3 separate regions of the Sus scrofa genome follow, and regions 1 and 2 are each linked to region 3. A link is a contact called in public targeted proximity ligation data. All regions are on one chromosome and are shown on one strand. The core of a region is the stretch at or near the end of the contact, and the rest is flanking DNA. Distances in the headings are between cores, read along the strand shown.

What was found.
Region 1: a contact with region 3 is called in a targeted proximity ligation map of skeletal muscle. A contact is called at or near these places in 2 of 47 Hi-C or Micro-C datasets (psoas muscle and skeletal muscle) and 1 of 2 datasets of targeted methods (skeletal muscle).
Region 2: a targeted proximity ligation map of skeletal muscle shows a contact between it and region 3, with 4 times the contacts expected there. A contact is called at or near these places in 3 of 47 Hi-C or Micro-C datasets (psoas muscle and skeletal muscle) and 1 of 2 datasets of targeted methods (skeletal muscle).

Annotation. Positions count from the first base shown.
Region 1 is chr5:89,366,537-89,371,545 of Sscrofa11.1, forward strand. The region is part of intron 2 of CRADD (death domain-containing protein CRADD); the gene reads right to left. Among named protein-coding and RNA genes, the nearest start is that of CRADD, 110 kb to the right of the region's middle.
Region 2 is chr5:89,264,938-89,269,528 of Sscrofa11.1, forward strand. CRADD (death domain-containing protein CRADD) reads right to left here. Exons shown (of 5, transcript XM_021092769.1): 3 at 2,896-3,081. Among named protein-coding and RNA genes, the nearest start is that of PLXNC1, 210 kb to the left of the region's middle.
Region 3 is chr5:89,114,754-89,119,314 of Sscrofa11.1, forward strand. No RefSeq gene overlaps it. Among named protein-coding and RNA genes, the nearest start is that of PLXNC1, 61 kb to the left of the region's middle.

The DNA of each region.
Region 1 (5,009 bases), core at 450-2,949, 250 kb after region 3:
TAAGCAGTCTGGCTGCTATACAATGCCTGGCACTGCTGTAGAGCACATTTACAGATGGCGGGAATTTCTATAAATTGGAAGAAGGATGTCTAATCATCCATGCATGTCTTAAGTTACTTATGTTTGCAATTCTCCTTTTTTTTTTTTTTTTCTGGCCAAACCTGTGGCATGAAAACGTTCCACAGCCAGGGATTAAACCCACGACCAGAGCAGTGACCCAAGCCACAGGAGTGACAACTGATCCTTAACCCACTGAGCCACCAGGGAACTCCAATTCTCCTATTTTTGCCTTTTGACTACAAAGTACTTAGCTTCATTAGCAACAGCTTGGTATGTTATTTGGCTAAACTCTCAGGATGCCGTGATGCTTATTTGTGTCATTAACACTAATTTGCCACTTGTTCGTTCATCAGTTAACTGTGGTCCTGGGTACAAAGACTTGAAACAGAAAAACTTAAAACCTAGAGAATTCTATAAACCGTTAACTTTTTCTGTGGATTGAGGGGGACTTTATCATTTTATTCTAGCTGCGGAAAACCTCTATCCCACTGAGACAGTGTAACAGTCATAACCACCAACTGGAGCCAATGAGCCTAGGTTCAGGTCAAGGCTTTGATAACTACTTCTTAAGTTGTACTCTTGCACATCCGGCTGCCTTGAGGTGAAGATGTCTGTATCATCACGAACATCATCACAAGTACTTGATAATGCCTGGCATACAGCTGACCTCAAGATATTTCTGGAATAAATGAATGAGGTCAACAGGCCATACCAACGTTCAATACTTAGATAAGCAATTTATTTGTCAAAAATCATGGTATGGAGTTTCCATCATGGCTCGGGGGTTAACAAACCCGACTAGTACCCATGAAGATGCAGGTTTGATCCCTGGCCTTGCTCGGTGGGTTAAGGATCCAGCATTGCTGTGAGCTGTGGTGTAGGCTGGCGGCTACAGCTCCGATTAGACCCCTAGCCTGGGAACCTCCATATGCAGTAGATACGGCCCTAAAAGAGAAAAGACACAAAAAAATAAGAAACATGGTAAAATAATCATTGTCAATTACGAGGCAATCCTTCCCAGTTCAGATGACCTTAGAGAACTTGGTCTAAACAGACACCTCTGTCCTTTAAAGCCTTCTTAGAATGGATCTCACTTGTTTCACTTTCTTAGAAGAAACACATCTCGGAGCTTGGTAGAAGTACAAGGAAAATATAAACAAACAACTGGGGTTACTGAGAGGCTCGGTAAGGCTCTTGAAGGGCACACATCATAACATATGGATAGATGAGCACTGCTCGTTTCAAAGCAACTCTGTTGGGAAGCTATAAATATATTCCAATGATACCGGTTTGGAGCAAAAAACTTATGGAACGGCGCTCTGGGAACTGCCTTCGTCTCTATAATCAGTTTACATGACAGACAAGGAAACCTGTCATATTACTTACAGTCCTGGCTTATTTTTAACCAAACACTGCTCGAGCCAGTTCGATCGCCCCCTATGTGGCAGACTTCGTGATGAACAGTTCTTGGCCAGTGCCCGAAATCAAATCCACCTTCTAAGAATAAGTGCCATCAGTGAAAATATCTTCAGCAAAATCTGCCAAGGGTTCCAACGGCAAACTCCAGAGAGAGATTTCAAAGGCATCTTGAGCAAGAGCAGCATCGTGGGCTCTCTCAGGCTCTCCAGGAGAACTTACACACAATTCTGCACAAACTGTAATCGAAAGCGCCGAGACAGTCTCGTACACAACAATTCCACTAAGTCTCAGTCATCTTTTTATCATCCCCCTGGCACAGTGCCCTGCACATAGCAGAGCATGCAGCAAATGCTTTGCAAAAAACACTTCCCTTGAGAACAATCACACTCTGGAATAACAGGGCCTTTATCCACCAGGCTTTTTCCTACGGAGGAAATGTGCTCTCAGTGTTTTCCTCATCATCAAGGGTGCTTTTCAAGAGTAACTGACACTCTATGTGATTTTACTGCTTCCCATGTCCAGTGGCAAATGGACAGCTTATCCCTCCAAGCGGTGTCTCTTAAAGATGAAAACTTTATTTTTACTTTTTTTTAATTTATTTTTTACTTTTTGGTCTTTTTTAGGGCCGCACTCGTGGCATATGGAAGTTCCCAGGCTCAGGGTTGAATTAGAGCTGTAGCTGCCAGCTTACACCACAGCCCAAAGCAACTCAGGATCCCAGCCACATCTGCAACCTGCACCACAGCTCATGGCAACACTGGATCCTTAACCCACTGAGTGAGGCCAGGGATTGAACCAGCATCCTCACAGATAGGAGGGTTGGGTTTGTTACCACTGACCCACGACAGGAACTCCTACTTTTATTTTTATTAAGTTATTTTTTGGCTGTACCCAGGGCATGCAGAAGTTCCCAGGCCAAGGATCAAACCCACACCACAGCAGTGACAACTCTGGACCCTTAATCTGCTGAATCACCAGGGAACTCCATGAAATCTTTATTTTTAAACAACTGAAATGTTAAAGAAATTTCAGACTCTATGAAAAAGCACTGGTGTCTCCAATTCTTTTCTAAATTTTGAGCATCTGGCCATCAAGATAAGATGAAAAAGATCTACCACCATAGCAAAGGTAGTATAATTAACATTTAGAATGCACCTACTGTGCATTAAGTACCATGCTACATGTTAGTTTTAGGAAATCCAACAAAAGACATACTACCATTCTTATTTCTACAGATTAAAAAAACGTGAACCTTTGAGAAGGTTAACACAGATATACAAGCTTACATATCTGTTAGAGGAAGAGCTAAGGTTCCAATTCAGGTTTGTCAGAATCCAAAGCCCTACCTCTCACCTCTAAAATGCGGACAGTACACCAGAGTGCAAAGCAGAAGGCCCCTTAGCCAGCCCTGTGTGGCCTCCGACAGTGACCTGACAAAAATGAAACGACTTGCCAACGGTTAAAAACACGGGGTTTTACTCTTATGCAAATTTGTCCTTCCCCTATACCAAACTCACTCCATTCAGTTGCCTACAGAAGCCAGGCAGATAATGCAGGTGAGCCTATGACCCCCACCCCTGCTCTTCCCTGCTGCCTCCCCAGTACTTCCTTGTAAAGCAACCAACACTAATGTTTCACCTGCCCTGTCTGACCTGGATATCCCACAGGAACTTAGAATCATGCCATTCTCATGAAGGAGAGCATAGCCATTGAGAACAAGCACCAACCCTCTGTACAGAATCTACAGCTAAAGAATTAAGTCCTACAGGACTCGACCTCAAATGTGCTTATTCTTGTCTGCTCTGCTGCCCAGAGAAGCTGCCTGGCTGGTAACCACACACATGTCTGAGGCAATGACCTGGGAAGTGGAGCATCTCTATTCTGCCAAAATTCCCTTTGAAATCACTATCAGGGGCTCACATTAGTGATAAACACTGCTAGAATTACCAAGACTTCAAATCTATTTTCTTGTATTCACCAAAGGTCTCCTACGTACTAATTACTCGGCCTTCCTTTCCTCTGCCCCAGGAGCTGCCAATAGCAGTGTGGTTGGATCCTGGAGGGTAAAAAGGCTAAAAGGATGCCTCCAAGAAGCATCCTTGACGCCTCGCCCACAGTTCAGGGATCAGAAAGATGAGGAAGGCGATCACAGCAGGTGACTCATAGGTCATGCATACCAGTGGCTGACTCAAGCCTACTACCCTCTGGAGAAGGCAAAAATTTTTATTTTTATTTCTGATGTCTGCCAGAGAAAATCACTTTGAGTCATTCTCAATTATTACATAAATACTAAAGCATATTCCACACATATGAGCTGGCAAAGTTTCTCCTCCTTACTCCCAAAGGTACCAAATTTATCAAATTTAAATTTTAAAATGTCCCCTCTAGGAGAAGATGCTAACGAAACAACCTGCCAACTGCAAAAATTTTAAGAGGTGTTTGGAGCATATGCATTATCAAATATGGTTATTTTTTTCAAAGCAAAATACCCTGTTGTATTCATTCCAATGTTTCCATATGTAACTGAAGCTAGAAATAACATTTGTGAAAATATTATTCTTTTGAGGAATACACACCACATTAATAATGAGTTGGACCTGAAGAGGTTTTTGGGATTTCAAAGCAAGCACGTTCCATGTTTTACCAGTAAATTCAAAAGGAATAAACACCCCCTTCATTAATCAGGACAGATTTTTAAATTTACACCAAAATGATATCTTTGCCACCTGTTTTCATTTCATTTCTGACCTAATTTCTGACAGTCTTGAATGAATATCCATTCTTACATCCTTTAATCATTCTGCAAGGTGGCCTGGCCAACTGGCTTTCCCATTAGACAGTAAATCACTCAGGGACTCTCTGTTCTATAATCAACTCCATGTATCTAATATCAAATGCCAAAGATGTGCCACGTGTACTTTTTTTCTCTTTCTTATTGTAGTTGATCTACGATGTTGTGTTCATTTCGGGTGTACAGAACAGTGGTTCAGATTTTATGCGTGTGTATTCAGATATACACACATACATTTCTTCTCAGATTCCTTTCTCTTACAGCTATTACGGAATATTGGGCACAGTTCCCTAGACTTGCTGGTCATCTATTTTACATGTGGCAGTGGGTATAGGTTAACCCCAACCTTCTAATTTATCCCTCTCCCACTCCCTTCCCCTTTGGTAACTCTAGTTTGTTTTCAATGTCTGTGGGTCTATTTCTATTTTGTAAACAAGTTCCTTTGTATCTTTTTTTTTTTCAGTTCCACATAGAAGCGACATCAGATGATATCTGTCCTTCTCTGTGTGGCTTACTTCACTTACTACGATAATCACACACCATCGTCTTTATCCATTCATCTGGTGATGGACATTGAGGTTGTTTCCATTTCTTGCCTATTGTAAACAGTGCTGCAATGAACACGGAGGGGCACACATCTTTTCAAATTATAGTTTTCTCCAGATACACGCCCAGGAATGGGATTGCAGCATCAAGGTAGCCTCATTTTTCGTGTTTTAAGGATCTTCCATACTGTTGT
Region 2 (4,591 bases), core at 1,109-3,608, 150 kb after region 3:
TTTTATTGTTCAGATTCCAATTCTTTGAAAATCTACCACCTTTTAACAACAGTAAGGTGGGTGTGGGTGTGGTGTGTGGTGGGGACAGGTCTTAGGGTTGGATATAGTCTTAGGTTTGGTTTCAACCTGCCTCCAGGGTAATAGTGACCTAGATGCTGCCACCACAGCTTAAGGACTCCTATCTCCCTAGTGGTCACTGTGGTCAGCCAAGGAAGTGGCACATCCCATGGAAATGCCCCCCGTGGAAGACTCCTAATTACCAGCATTTTAAATCCGTCAGAGATGTTCCTGTTTTCCTCTCTCTCCACAGGACTTGCTCTTTCTCTTTCTTTCTTTCTCCCCCGCTTTCTTTCTTTTTTTTTTTTTTAGGGCCACATCCATGGCATATGGACATTCCCAGGATAGGGGTCGAATTGGAAAGCCACCAGCCTACAGCCCCTGGCCTTCACCACAGCCACAGCAATGCCAGATCCAAGTCGTGTCTGCAACCTACACCACAGCTCAGGGCAATGCAGGATCCCCGATCCACTGAGTGAAGCCAGGGATTGAACCTGCATCCTCATGGATACAAGTTGGATTCCTTTCTGTTGTGCCGTGATGGAAACTCCCTATTTCTCTTTCTTGAGATTTTTTTTTTTTCTCCATGACGGGAACTCCCTATTTTTCTTTCTTGAGATGTTTCTTCTCCTTCTCTCTGCCTATCTCCCTTTCTTCCCGATCTTTCTCTCTCCCACTTTCTGGCAACCCTCCCCTCCCCTGTCTTCCTCTTCTCCTAAAAGCTGTGATCTTTCATACATGTTGAATCTGTGTTGATATTTCCCATTATTAACTTAACAACTAGGTTGATTTATCTCTTCAAATAGAAGTGACCACATTTAACAAATACAAACACACAGTGCCAGACAAATTTGAATTTTCAATAAACTTAAACCAAAAAAATTGTTGCTTTTCTGAAATTTAAATTTATGTGGGTGTCTGATATTGTATTTGGCAGCCCTACCCCCAACTAACTCTGTCTCAGTGTGGGCCTTGAATAACGTTTGCCCGATGAGTCAGTGGCTTTTAGAAATGAAAAGATGTCCGGAGTTGCCATTATGGCTCAGTGGGTTCAGAAACCAACTAATATCCACGAGGATGCAGGTTCCATCCCTGGCCTCACACAATGGGTTAACAATCTGGCATTGCCACATGCTGCAGTGTCGGTCACAGACACGACTCTGATCCAGTGTTGCTGTGGATGTGGTGTAGGCTGGCAGCTGTAGCTTCAATTGAACCCCTAGCCCAGGAACTTCCATATGCCACGGGTATGGCCTTAAAAAAAAAAAAAAAAAAGCAAAGAGAGAGAGAAAGAAATGAAAAGATGTCCTATAACCACTCCATGATAAACTCTAATTCTATTACTATTTTAAAAAGATGAGGAACCAATATTCCCTGAACCCTTACACTCCAGACAGCAGAGTTTGGGGTCTCTTGTTTTTATATGTTGCTTCTATCTTCAAGGAGCTTTTCTTTGAAGGCAGGTGGCCTTCTTAGGGCATTCCCAAGCCTGGCAACCCCTGGGCACCCCAGACCTTGGAGAGGCTGTACCTCCCAGAGCAGAAGGTCCCAGGTGATCAAATTTCAACAGGAATGTCAGGCCTCTGAGGGAAAAGGTTACTGGGGCGGGGGGGTGGATGGTGAATTACAGTATTTTACTTTCCTTCTCACATCTTTGCCTCTTGTTTGCTACATCTTCTCAGCAATGGGGTCACAATGGTGCAGGGTAGGGGGCTGACAAAACACACTCCGCCTTTCTCATGCTCTTTTGGCTCTATTTAGGAGTGAAGCTTGTAAGGGAGGGAGTGACAGCGAGCCTCCCCAGATGACGCTGAGGTCGGTCCCTGCTGACAGTTAATACCTAGTTAATACCTGGCCTCCAGGCCTGATGGCCTTCCTGGCTGCTGGTGTCTAAATAAACACAGCCAGCGAGGAAAGGTCACAGAGCTGCATGAAGTCAGCAGGGCCTGACCTTCCAAAAGGCGTGACCACTTCCCGTCCACACTGAGAATCTTTTTAAATGCCTCCAGAAGCTGCTGGGCTCCAAAGGCCAGGGCGCGCGGCTCCCCTTCCCCGAGGTGCTGACCCGGGCCCGCAGGCAGGCGCGGCCGTTGCCGAGCAGCTCGGTCCAGGCCGGGCTTTCTGCTCTCCCTGCTGGAGGCCCGCCATCCTTATTGAGTGTATTTCCAAGAAAGCAGTTGACAGGCTTGGCAGCGCTATTCCTGGAAATGTTCAATAGGCCATCTTCTGGCAGGGGCTGCTGCTGACGGATGGGTCGGTCGGAAGGGGAGACCACGTGCTCAGGCCATCTCACCCGGCCTGTTCCCAGGTGCCGCCAAGCAACAGCCGTCCCCACACACCATGGGCTGTCAGCTGGCGGGGGCTGCGGGCCTCTGCGGAACTCAATTTCTTCCTGGCAGGGCGGCTGCCAGCGGGCTTGCTGCTGAATGAAGACAGGCGCCCCGTGACTATAAATTATACTGCACATCAGCTCTGGTGGATGCATGGCATGTCCCGCAGGAAACGCTGCAGGGGACACTTGGCCACTGCCAAAGGGCATTCTAGACAGTGGCTCTAACTCTTGTGGCAGCCAGGGGAGAGAGGCCAAGCCTGGCAGTGGGCAGAGGACCGCCGGCAACTCCTGAAGGTTGGAGTTTCCCTGTGATGCGGGGCACGGGAGGGACCACGGCTTCTCAGCCACTGTGCCATTGACATTTGGGGCTGGATACTTCCTGGGGGAGCCCACTGTGCACCACGGGATGCTTCGCAGCATCCTCGGCCTCCGCGCCCACTGGATGCCAGAGGCACCTCCACCTGTGCCCCGCCCCACCCCCCCCAGTTGTGACAACCCCAAAATACCTCTAGACACGGCCAAATGTCCCCTGGAAGGCAAAGTCGCCCTTAGTTGAGAACCACTGGTGTAGAAGAAAGGACAAGGGGGCCTTCTGAGGTGGCACCAGTGACAGAATCTCAGAATCTGGCCTCCAGGTGAGCTGTGGGATGCCAGGCAAGTCACAGAATCCTCAGGCCTCCGTTTTCTTATCTCTAAAATGGAAAGAAAGAAAAAAACAAGTCAGGGAGTGTGGAGAGCAATCGAAGTAATGCATGGTTTGCACTTTGAGAGGTACTAAAGCATCACAGAAGACAGTGTCACAGCAGATTATCTGATGCTTGAATCCTTCCCTACCTCAAAGGCTCGGCTCCCTTTGAAGGAGAAAACAGCTGAATATTTATAAAATTCCCACGACTCTTAAATTAAAACAAACAAATGCTTTCGAAAGCTTTTCTCTTTACTATTTTTTTCTTCTGTATTCAAACAAGATTAAGTATGCTATGACTGCCTGAGGTTAACATGAGATTGCCTTTCTTGAAAGAGGTTTTGTATCTTTCTATCTTTTTTTTTTTTTTTGCTATTTCTTTGGGCCACTCCCGCGGCATATGGAGGTTCCCAGGCTAGGGGTCGAATCAGAGCTGTAGCCACTGGCCTATGCCAGAGCCACAGCAACGCGGGATCCAAGCCTCGTCTGCAACCTACACCACAGCTCACGGCAATGCCGGATCCTTAACCCACTGAGATGAGGCAGGGACCGAACCCGCAACCTCATGGTTCCTAGTCAGATTCATTAACCACTGCGCCACGACGGGAACTCCTTATCTTTTTTTTTTAAATCAACCCAGTAAGAATTGCATCCCTCCAGGGAAAGAACAGAAAGTAAGAATGGGGAGGGTCTCTCTATTTTCTTCATAAAATTAGTATCTCTTTTCTTTATAATTTGTAATGAAAACTGTTAACTGAAACGCCACAGCCCTATAGAAAGACACTGTTGCTTTAAATGAGCTTTGAGGTTATATAATTCTCTGGCTGACTTCATCCAGCCCGCTTTCAAGGAACTGTAAAGAAATCTTTAAAAGCTACTATTTCTCTTATTCACACTGGCAGAAAAACACAAAGGAAATGGGTAACCTGAGCAACCTCAGTGGTTAAAAAACAAAGACCTGAGTCCTTGAGGACAGGGCTGTGTATGCTTCCCTCCACCCCCTGACAAGTCTTGGGGTCTTTGTCAAGCTCCAGGCGGCAGTGGCCCTTCCCTTGGGACTGTGTTTATTGGACGATCCAAGGCCACATTTGCTTTGGGAAACAGGACACTGTGATTAATCAAAGAAAAAAAAAAAAAAACAGCTCCTTTTTCACAATGAGCCCATCGAAGGGCTTTTCTAGGAAAAACCCCCATCAAGCTGTTCCTTCTATTTCCCTAAAGGCGAACAGCCAAAGGAAGGAGTTGGAGGGGTGTGTGAGGAGGTATCCATGGAAGTTATTCCCAAATAGTCCCTTCCTAGAAAAAGACTTCATTGTTCTAAGCAGCTCAAAGCACTGGACGTCAGCTAACAGCAGGGGCCCCATGGGCGAAAGCAAGTGTCCTCTTTCTGAGGCATCTCTGTCCCTGCACAGACCCAGGATCTCACCTACAGAATTATTCTGATCAGATAGGGTTCCCAGAAGGGACCTGGGGAAGTGAGACTCTATGAACCAAACTAACGGAGATGATTCAGAAAA
Region 3 (4,561 bases), core at 1,273-3,772:
CTCCCGATGGCCCTGCCCCAGATCAAGATTTAAGTCTCTCCTATGCACATATTCATTACACCAAACCTACCCCAATGCTAACCTGTATCTTGCTGTCTTACAATGGAAATTCACCACGCCTCTTTCCACCATTAGCTTGGACATTCCTTGAGGACAGGAAATGGATTGTATTTATCTTTTAAGTTCTCAGGTCCTAGAAGAGTTCCTAGTATACAATAGGCACTCAATAAATGACTATATGACTCCTATTTGGGGCTATTTTCTCTTGTAGTTCCTTAAGAGAAACTGAGAAGACAATCAAAGGATATTGAAAATTACTCTCTTTCATCCCAGGTTGTCCAAGTGAGCGCTTCCTTTCACCTATCCTCAATTATTTGTCCCAAATAAAAATGACCTCGTTAGGAATGTTAACAGCTAACTTGCTGAGCTCTTGAAAGTGCGCCAGGCACTTCACAATGCCCTCTGCCTGTAGAAAGCATTTAATGCTTACAGCTACCCTACAGGTGGGTGTTATCCTTGGCCTCATTTTACAGATGAGGAAGCTGAAAAAGAGAGTCATTGGTCCAAGATCGCCAGTATAGCCAGTGGTAGCACATGCATTACTAATCATAATTCCACCAAATGGAAACAGGTAGAAAACATCATTATTCTCGAAAGGGTTTAAGAACCTGAAATTGAGAACAAGCTCAGAAATTGATCTGCTGCCTATATTTGGACCATGAGTGAAATGCTAGGGAACATGTATTTTAGAGCATTTCCAGTGTCTTGATGATTCCTGGTCCTCTTCTCTCACTGCAGGAATGTGCACAGTGAAGGAGAGGAGTTCTGCGGAGTGAAGGGCAGATGCAACAGTACTAAGAATATGACGGGATGTTCAGAAGAGACAGGTGCAAAATCTTCCCAAAGGCCGGCAGGCTGAGAAATCCTGCTGCAGCTGCTCTTTCGTACCAGTCTCCGCTAATTTTGTTCTATTTGCCTCAATCCCTTGTCCCATAGAAATGTATCTGGGCACAGCTGGAAGTCTCTCTTTTTTCACATCACTTCCTGCCCCACGAGACCTCTATCCATAGTAAGCCCTGTTTATCAAGCTGCCGTTTTAAGCATTTTGTTTCTAATTAAAGCATTTAATCCTCAAAACTGCTCTACTGAAGTAAGACGACACTATTTTAGATGTGGGCAAAGAGTCTCTGAGAAGTGAAATAAGGTACACAATATCTGTATTAGTTCCTGTAGTTATGGGAATATACGACCATAACCTACGGGCTTAAAACCATACAAATTTGTTTATTCTTACAGATCTGGAGGACACAAGTCCAAAACCAGTCTTGCTGGGCTAAAGTCAAGGTATTGCTAAGAGCTGCCACATCCTTGGATGTAGGATCCACATCCATGGATCCCTTCCTCACACCCTCCAACCTCAGCTCCTGGCATCACATCTCCTCCTCTTACCCTGACTCCCCTGCCTTTCTTATGGGACCCTCGTGGTTATATCGAGGCCACCCAGATAATTCAGGATAATCTTTCTCCTGCAAGATCTTTAGCGTAATCACAGTGGTAAAGTCCCCTTTTCCATGAGAGGTACCACATTTATGGTTTCCAGGGATTAGGATGTGGCATTCTTTGGACACTGTTGTTCACAATGTCACACAGCATAACTGTCACATTCCTCTAGGGAGCTCACTTCCTTAAAACGTGATTTCCTTTCTTGCTTTCTTTTTTTGTTTTTTTTTGTTTTTTCAGGGCTGCACCTGCGGCATATAGAAGTTCCCAGACCAGGGGTTGAATTGGAGCTACAGCCGCTGGCCTATGCTGTAGACACGAGGGACCAGAGCCGTGTCTGTGACCTACACCACAGCTTATGGCAACGCAGGATCCCGAACCCAGGCCAGGGATCCAACCCGCATCCTCATGGATCCTAGTCGGATTTGCTAACCATTGAGCCATGAAGGGAACTCCCTAAACTTTCTTTCTCTTAAGTATTATGTCCTGGATTTGAAAGAACCCCCGTTTTTTTCTCCATCTCTTCTGCAGCTAGAGCAGAAATTCTCAGTGCTGGCTACACCTGAGAATCACCTGGAGAACTCACAAAATCTGCTCAAGCCAGGATCTACCCCAAGTCAATTATAATCAGAATTTCTGGCCATGGGGCTTGAGTTCTTGGCAAGTTAATGCGCGTCTCCGGGTGATTCTAATACACAGTGACCTTCGAGAACCACCAGACCAGAGAGAGCACTGGCAGATTCTCAAGTTTGAAGGTTATCTGAGTCCAAGATGGAAAGATTATCTATAAAGATAAATGGCAGGAAAATGATTCTTGAAGTCATTTGTCCCTGCTTTAGCATCCTCGCCTGTGCCGCGACTCAGGTGCATGACCTTGGGCAAGTTACCTGATGTCTGTGGTCTCAGTTTCTGTTTTGTTTTGCTTTTGTTCAGCTAATTATAGCTCCTAAGTTGTGGGGTGGGGGGCTCATCAATCAAGACCTTGAATGAGAAGCCCTTTAGCTGCGTGCTGATAGGCCCCCAATAGAGGGCAGTGTAGCCCTCTTTGCAAACCGCCCCCCGCCCCAAACAGGCTTGAGAACAGAGGTCGCTGAGCTTGTCCTAATAATAGAATTTCTTTGGCTCTAATTTTCCAGCTCGGAGATTTCCTTTGCTCCTTTTGGTTATGTCTGACTTTCATTGCCTCCTTGGTGTCTTCATCCGTCTTCAGTTCTGGGGTTTTTGTGTACCTTTGGGTGGAGCTGAGTCCTGCGAGCAGCAACAAAAGCCTCCTCTGACCCTCCCGTCTGTTTCAGAAGGTCAGGATGTTACTGGGTTTCTTGGCTGAGGTCAAGCCATCCTGCCGTATGCTGAAAAGAGTGTCTTTCCACCCTTAGAAGGAAATCGCCCTCTGTACGTGGTTGCGGGTGGAGAGAATTTTCCTTTGGGCAGAGGCTACAATGATAAGTCTAAAATACAGCTGTGGTAGAGAAATGTTTTTAATGGAAAGAGTTCCCAGGCAGGGAAGGGACCGGCCAAACTGCTTCCTATTAAGGATGTGCTGAAGTTGATAGTCCTCCGTGCTTCTCCCCCCTCCTCTGCTTCTTCTACGTCTTCAAGGTACTAGGAAGGGCAAACGAGATGGAGATGATTCAGCAGTTGGAACTGAGCACAGGCGGCCAGGCCAGCTCTGCCTCTGACCGCTGTGCCGGTTTAATAGCATTAATGGAAAGCGTTCCCGGATTGAACAAGAGAGCAGGGCCTGGCAGGGCCACTTTCCATTAGGGACTGCCAAGGCTGATGTCACCAGGACTTTCATTTTGCTTTCACCTCTCATTCTTTTAGGTGCAGAAGGACAGAATAATCCGACTGGGTTGGTTTTGCCAACGCCCGTTTCTCATCTTTCAGGTAGTATCTAGGGTCACAAAGCCTATTGTCTTACCCAGTTGGGGTTTTTTGCAAGATTATTTCCGTGTCCCAGCCCCATGCTAATGAGTCGCAGGCATTGAGCCAGCAGTACCCACGGAGGCTCGACATGGTGCCAAGGAGTGGGCGGATAACCGAGGACATGAGGTGGGGCACCTGCCACGGAAACCTCGTTGGGAATCTAAGGGCCATCTGCACAGAGTGACATGAGGCAGATGACTGATGGGCCCTCTTGGAGCTGCGGGAGGTCAGGGGGGCCTCTGGTGTCCTGGGAAGACAGCATGGGGGTGAGCCGTGAGGAGGGGGGGTAGGGTTCAGATAGGGAGAGGGAAGGCACTCCACATGGGGAGGCAACAGGGGCGGGGGCTCAAAGTGGGTCCATGGGAATTGTGCAAATGATAAAAGTCAAAACAATAATGTCAACCGGCTGTCCACGGGGGGATCCTGGCCCCCCAGAGATCGAGATAACCTCAACACAAGCACGTATTCACGTTCTCAAGGCTTCTATGGGTCCTGAGTAAAGGGGTCACCTAAGGTCACTCCAGGTTCTGGGCTTCGTTTTTAGCAGGCAACCTATTTCCTCCTCATTTCTAGGGAGTAATGAAATGCCCAATGACTGGACAGCCGAGAGCTGCCTCTTCGCACCTTTAGCTCTTGCCAGTGTGTGTGCATGTGTGTACACGCATATGTGGGTGGGTGCATGTGTGGTACCCGTGGAGAGAAGTTTCCGGTCATTTCCTTGATTGCCTTGATTTTGTGGCACTCTGCAGGATCAGAGAAGCAAAGGACCCAAGCCTACCACACAAGGAACAAATTCCCAAGCACGGCTGGTTATTTTTGTCATCCCCGCCCCACCCCTACCACCCCGTCCCCTTCCTCTGCCCCATGCTCAATTTATTCTAAACGGATTCTGGATCATCAGTATGTCCACAGAGCTTTCTGTCTCCCAGGGAGATGGGGAGATGCCCAGTTGAAAACGCTGGGATTGGCCACTGAGCTGGTGGGCCAGTTGGTTAAAAGATTGCAGGGTGAGGGGTTAGGAACTCCCAGGGCCTGCCTGACTTTTGGAAGCTTCTGGATCTTGCTCAGTCAGTGTGCAGCAGAACCTACAGGGCCTGCTTTCAATCAGGACAGGCTGTCCTCTGGGCACCCGCTC